Linked DNA regions of Mus musculus: region 1 is linked to region 2. A link is a contact called in public HiChIP or PLAC-seq data. All regions are on one chromosome and are shown on one strand. The core of a region is the stretch at or near the end of the contact, and the rest is flanking DNA. Distances in the headings are between cores, read along the strand shown. Region 1 has its middle 79 kb from the start of AA414768. Region 2 overlaps Med14 (mediator complex subunit 14).

Region 1 (2,700 bases), core at 46-2,545, 140 kb before region 2:
CTCCCCATGCCCTGAATAAACTCTATTCTATTCTATTCTATACTGTTCTGTGGCTGGTCCCTCAAAGGGAAGGCATGCCTCAGCATGGGCCTGCTGAGACATTCCCTTCCCCCACACCTCACCACACATCCAAAGAACATAATCTCTTCTCTCTTTATCTTTTTATTAACACATCACAGTTGACCTGGTTCAATGCCCAGCACCTACATGGCAGCTTAATTCTAGTTCCAGGAGATCCAATGCCCTCTTCTGTCCTCCACAGGCACCAGCCACACATGTGCATGGGCATACATGCAGGCAAAACACCCAAACACATATTAAATAAATATAAGTAATTGCCAGGTATTTGGTTGTTTTTTTTAAAATTACACAGTGTGTACATGTGCTTGTTCAAAGACAGTTGTTATGCATTGTACCAGCTTTGTGGGAAAACCCGCATCCATTCTCCTCACACAGCTGGTATCTGAAGGCAGAGAACAAGGGTCATCTATGTACTATACACTTACCGACTCACTGTTTTATCAGAGGATGTTAAGTAATTACAGATTTCAGCATAGACTCAAAGATTCTCTTCATCTGGGAACTTCTCTTATCACTTGTATTCAAAGGTTAAATATAGAAGAAGGAATAAAAAAAAAAGACTCCAGACATTATGTAGTCACTGTCTGGAACTGGCAGGCATTATATTTCAACAGGATATTATCACTAAGGCGAAGAGAAATGATTCTTACTGGGTAGGAAATGATTGCACAGAGCAGTGTTGTTCAAGCAATCAGAGATCACGTCATGTGGTGAATGAAGGGTTTGCAATTCTATTGTTCATTTAAAATGGGCTGCTGGGAGAAAAAAGGCTGAAAAGAGCTTAGGGAGCAATGTCACACAGCTCCCCACCCCACCCCCACCCTGCTCTCCGCCCAGAAAATTCTGGAGTTCTAAAGTACCTGCTCTGACATCAGCCATCAGCAACCTTGGCTCTTTGAATTCCTTGCGTTTAGCTTGCACTCCCACCCGGTTCCCGTGTGGCGTTCATAGGGAACTGAAAGGGACCACGGGGTGTCTTTCCAAAGGTTTGTTAGGAAATCTGTCTTAGTTTCAGAACAGATTTTCTTCAGTTCTCTCACTGACTTCTGTTCTCAAGCAGGCCACTTGAGCGCATGTCACCCTTAGGAAATGAGCGTTTGCTACGGGATGACAGTAAAGAGTCGGTTCCTGGCAATCTCTAGCTGAGGTGCCATCTTGGAGCAACGCAGTCTTCCCCCCTCCCTTCCCTCCTTGCCTCTGCATGCAGGAGAAGAAAGAAAGTGGGAGGCACCCGGGAGGCTTTGAGCAGAGGTGGGGACTTCCCAGCACTAATAGAAAGAGGAAGGGAAAAGTGCCGGGGTGGCCCAGTAGTGAGACAGGGGGCAGAGCAGGAACATTGATCATATTAGCCGCCATCAGGAGGAAAGTCCCTGCCCGTGGGACACTGGCAACTGGAGTGGTAGTAGCTGAGGTACTGTTCAATGTACAGGTTGCTGGTTTAATGTTTTACTCCAGCCCACTGAAACCTAACCTTTTTCTTATTTTGAAACAAGCCTTCACCGGATCTCTCTCTCTCTCTCTCTCTCTCTCTCTCTCTCTCTCTCTCTCTCTCTCTCTCTCGCGCGCGCGCGCGCGCACACACACACACACACACACATACACACACAGGATACAATCACTGGGTCTGTCTGTCTGTCTCTGTCTGTCTCTGTCTCTTTCTCTCATACATACACACACATGGGATACAAAACAATACAGCAAACATCTGGCTTAAGATAGAAAGCAGGTCTGGGGGTGCTAGGCTTGGTGGTGCACACCTTTGGTACCAGCACTTAGGAGGCCAGGACAGCCAGGACTCCATGGAGAGGCTCTGTATCAAAAAGCAAACAAACAAACAATAACAAAAACACAAGAAAGGGAAATAGGGCTGCACTGCGGAGCACAGAGACTTGAGTTCAGACCCCCTCCCAGCCAGGCACAGTAACCCCTGTCTAATCCAAGAGCTCCACAGCAAGATGGGAAGCAGAGACCAGAGAATCCCCAGGAGATCTCAGGCCAGCTAGCCTGGTATAGCCTGGGGCAAACAGCAGACTTTGTCTCACATAATGTGGAAGATATGGATTGATACCCAAGATTGTTCTTGGACCTCCGTACATGCAGTGTAGTATCTGTGTGAGTACACTCACACATATGGACAGATATACACAGACACATACATCACATATATATAAACTCACAAAATATAATGATAAAATACAAGATAGAGAATGGCTTAGATAGTCAGAGGCAGCCTCTGTGTACCCTCAAGACAACCATAAGTTTTGAATAGTATTATAACTTCCATGTGGACTTTTATTGTTTTGTTACACATATATTTATTTTATCAATCTTAAATGTATTAGTCTACTTTGGATTACTAGAACAAGATACCTAAGGCTGGTTGTTTGTAAAAGGTTTATTTAGCTCATAGGTCTGGACATAGACTAACTAGTCAGGGAGCATGGCAGTAGCCACTGTAAGGCCCCCACTGGCTCCATCACAACCCAGCAGAGGGCAACATGTGGTCAGCTGCTACAAAAGGAGAAATTACAGAGTGGAACAGTAAACTGAAAATGACTTGGGGTCTGGCCTTGCTTTTTCAGGACAATTCATGCCTGCAGAGAACAAACTGACAGGCCA
Region 2 (2,880 bases), core at 26-2,525:
TCTGACCTCCTCATATAGACATGCATGCAGACAAAATAACAATGCATATAAAATAAGTCATTAAAAAGATTGTGTTGTTATATCTACCATGATCTCTAAAATATGAATGTAAAGTGAAATAACAACTGGTTTTTTGGATTTTGCTTTTTGAAAAAGGGGCTTATGTAGCCTAGCTGGCCTTGAATTTGCTATGTAGCTAAGGATAAACTTAAATTCCTTTTGTTTTTGTTTCTCCTTTCCTATCCTAAGATTACAAGTCATATGCCATCATGCTTGCTGAAACCTTCAACTTTTCCTTATTATTTTTTAAAAGATTTATATGAGTACACTGTAGCTGTCTTCATACACACCAGGAGAGGGCATCAGATCCCATTACAGATGGTTGTGAGCCACCATGTGGTTGCTGGGATTTGAACTCAGGACCTCTGGAATCTGGAAGAGTAGTCAGTGCTCTTAACTGCTGAGCCATTTCTCCGGCCCCATTTTTCTTCATTATTATTAGTACTTTTTAAGTGTATTGGTGTTTTGCCTTACATGTATTTCTGTGTGAGGGGGCCTGATCCGCATTGTTTCTCTCTTGGATGTTATTTCAATTACTTATAGAAGTCCCTGAGTTACTGTTTGGGTGATGGGAAGAGTAGGCACATGATTTTGGGGCATGCAATGCATTCCTGTCTACCTCCCTGTGCGTTGGGGAAAATGGAAAGACACGTATGGTTTTTGTAGGTGCACATGGTTCTTATACTCTACTCAGATGTTTTTGTCTTTCTCCTCTGTGATCCATACATGCTATACACACACGGATCTTCATACAATACTTTCTTGAATTCATTCAAGCTCTTAAAAACTTAACTACAATCTCCTCTTTAAATTGATGGATAATATTAAAATACCAGCTCATTTTCTTCTTATAATAATGAATTCTGAGCTGTGAATAACTACATGTAATCTTACTGGCAGTGTTTTTCTCTTTATTGATTGCAAGTTGCAAGTCATTTTTTGAGCTGTTCTAGACTTTAGTTCCTTTTGAGTGTAAACTTGTATTGTCTATTTGGTCATCAGCTAGCTTTCTAAACTTTCTTCTTCTGACTCTCAAAGTCAGGCTAGATAAATATTTAAATAATTTGTGGGACAGGGTATGTAAGAATCCAGTCATAGAAGCCATGTCATTGTTTACTGAGGGCAAGGCTTTCTTTCCTCCATCAGAGGACCTTCTGGCCTGCCTTCCTAAGATGGACTCTGCCAGATGAGTTTCAGCCTGTCCCTACTTTTGCCTGACTTCAGTTTCATTTTGACGAAACAGTAGAATCACAAATATAATCAGTTCTCGTTTTTAGTTCCTTCATTTGAAACCACTTGAACTGATTCTGGAGTACTTACAGCTTGTAGCAAAAAATGGGAGCATACTGTGAATTTTGAAGATTTCCGTATTGCGGATATTCTCTTTGAAGCGAAACGCCGAAGCACCTGTGACTTGTACTTGCTTTACTCTAGTTTCCAAGGGCATCTGAGAACAGGAAGACTGCTCATGCTGATACACTGTCACTTTGACAAAGATTGCCCTTAGAAAAGATGGGATCAAGATAGATAACAGGCAGAGAAAAGCTGATTTCTTTTGTGAATTTAGCAGTTTAATACCCCTGTGCTTTTTCTCTTTTCAGTTGTCTAACCTCGAGATACCACATCAGGGAGTGCAAGTGGAAGGTGATGGCTTCAACCATGCAATTCGCTTATTAAAGTAAGCTTGTGTTCTGTGTCTAACTTGGCGCTACTTGTTGCAGTCACAGTGGAGAACAGTTTCTCTCCTATGGAACAGCGTAAAGCAGTGCTCACAGTCTGTGTATGTCGTAGATTTTTGTGTAGAATTACGGAGGTCCAGGGGAGGTTCTTTTTTGTTCATTTGGTGGCAATCCAGCACCATCTGGCATTTTAGGGCATCATTTGTTAACCAGATAATCTAGTCAGTGTAAATGTTTCAGGTTTGATTTTTGTAAAGCCCTCCAGGATGCCTTGGGTTTGCATAGCAGGGAAATATAGGCTACTTCAAAGTCAAGGTGGGAATTCCCAGGAAAGTGCCAGTTGTATATGCAGACTGAAAGAGTGATGAGAATTAGCCAGACGAAAGGGAGATGGGGTTAGAGTAGAGGTCCTAACCAGAAGAGGTAACTGCTAATATGAAGGGTTGGAGGTAAGAAAATGCTCAGCATGATGGATCTGAATGTTGAGCAACAGATAAAGGCAGGTGATAGAGATGAGCACAAAGGTGTAAGCAGGAATGCCTAGAGCCCGTAGAGTCTTTTTTTTTTTTTTTTGTCATTAAGCAATGTAGACCTTATCCTACTGGTACTAGGAAACCATCTGAAGCTGGACACTCTATTCTAGCACATTCCTCACAATATCTTCACAATTATTCAAGAGGCTGATGACAGAGGATTTAGACCAGTTTTAACATTACAGTGAAGTGCCCATTTTAAGACACAAAAACAACCCCAAAAAGAAGCCAATATGATTTTAAGTACAAACTGACATCATTAGAAAAGTTTTTCTGGAAATTGAACCTTATGGCAATATGCAGAATAAAGGAGAGTGAGATTGAAGTAGCAACACCAGTTGAAGTGGTTCATGGTAAAATTGCCGTTAGTTTGGACTAGGGTATGTTCCTGTAAGGACTTAGGAGATGAACCAGTCAAGGGTTGGTGATTAGATAGATTTCAGAGGTACAGGGGACGGAGGCAGCAAGGACTCATTAATTTTGTCCTAGGCAAAAGATGGGTGATGGTTTGAAGTAGAGGACACCACAGTGTGAAAGGACTTTTCTAAGTTTGAGGGGCCTACAGATCCATTGAGCATACACAAATGTTCTCAAGCTCACGGTAACGT

The links. HiChIP or PLAC-seq counts read pairs in DNA pulled down with a chosen protein or histone mark.
Region 1: an H3K27ac HiChIP or PLAC-seq map of bone marrow-derived dendritic cells shows a contact between it and region 2, with 2.6 times the contacts expected there. The contact joins two enhancer-like sites. A contact is called at or near these places in 10 of 484 Hi-C or Micro-C datasets (the G1E-ER4 cell line, LSK cells, differentiating embryonic stem cells and 4 more), 8 of 115 datasets of contacts at active chromatin or transcription factors (bone marrow-derived dendritic cells, embryonic stem cells, microglia and 1 more) and 4 of 9 other capture datasets (adipose tissue, embryonic stem cells, liver and 1 more).

The regions. Positions count from the first base shown.
Region 1 is chrX:12,856,721-12,859,420 of GRCm38.p6, reverse strand. No RefSeq gene overlaps it. Among named protein-coding and RNA genes, the nearest start is that of AA414768, 79 kb to the left of the region's middle. Within about 2 kb of position 1,295, at least 178 of the 459 cell types and tissues checked have an H3K27ac peak or open chromatin away from gene starts, as enhancers often do. A contact at or near this core is called in bone marrow-derived dendritic cells, where this site is marked.
Region 2 is chrX:12,712,441-12,715,320 of GRCm38.p6, reverse strand. It overlaps Med14 (mediator complex subunit 14), which reads left to right. Exons shown (of 31, transcript NM_001048208.1): 16 at 1,662-1,738. Among named protein-coding and RNA genes, the nearest start is that of Gm52422, 17 kb to the right of the region's middle. Within about 2 kb of position 1,275, at least 8 of the 459 cell types and tissues checked have an H3K27ac peak or open chromatin away from gene starts, as enhancers often do. A contact at or near this core is called in bone marrow-derived dendritic cells, where this site is marked.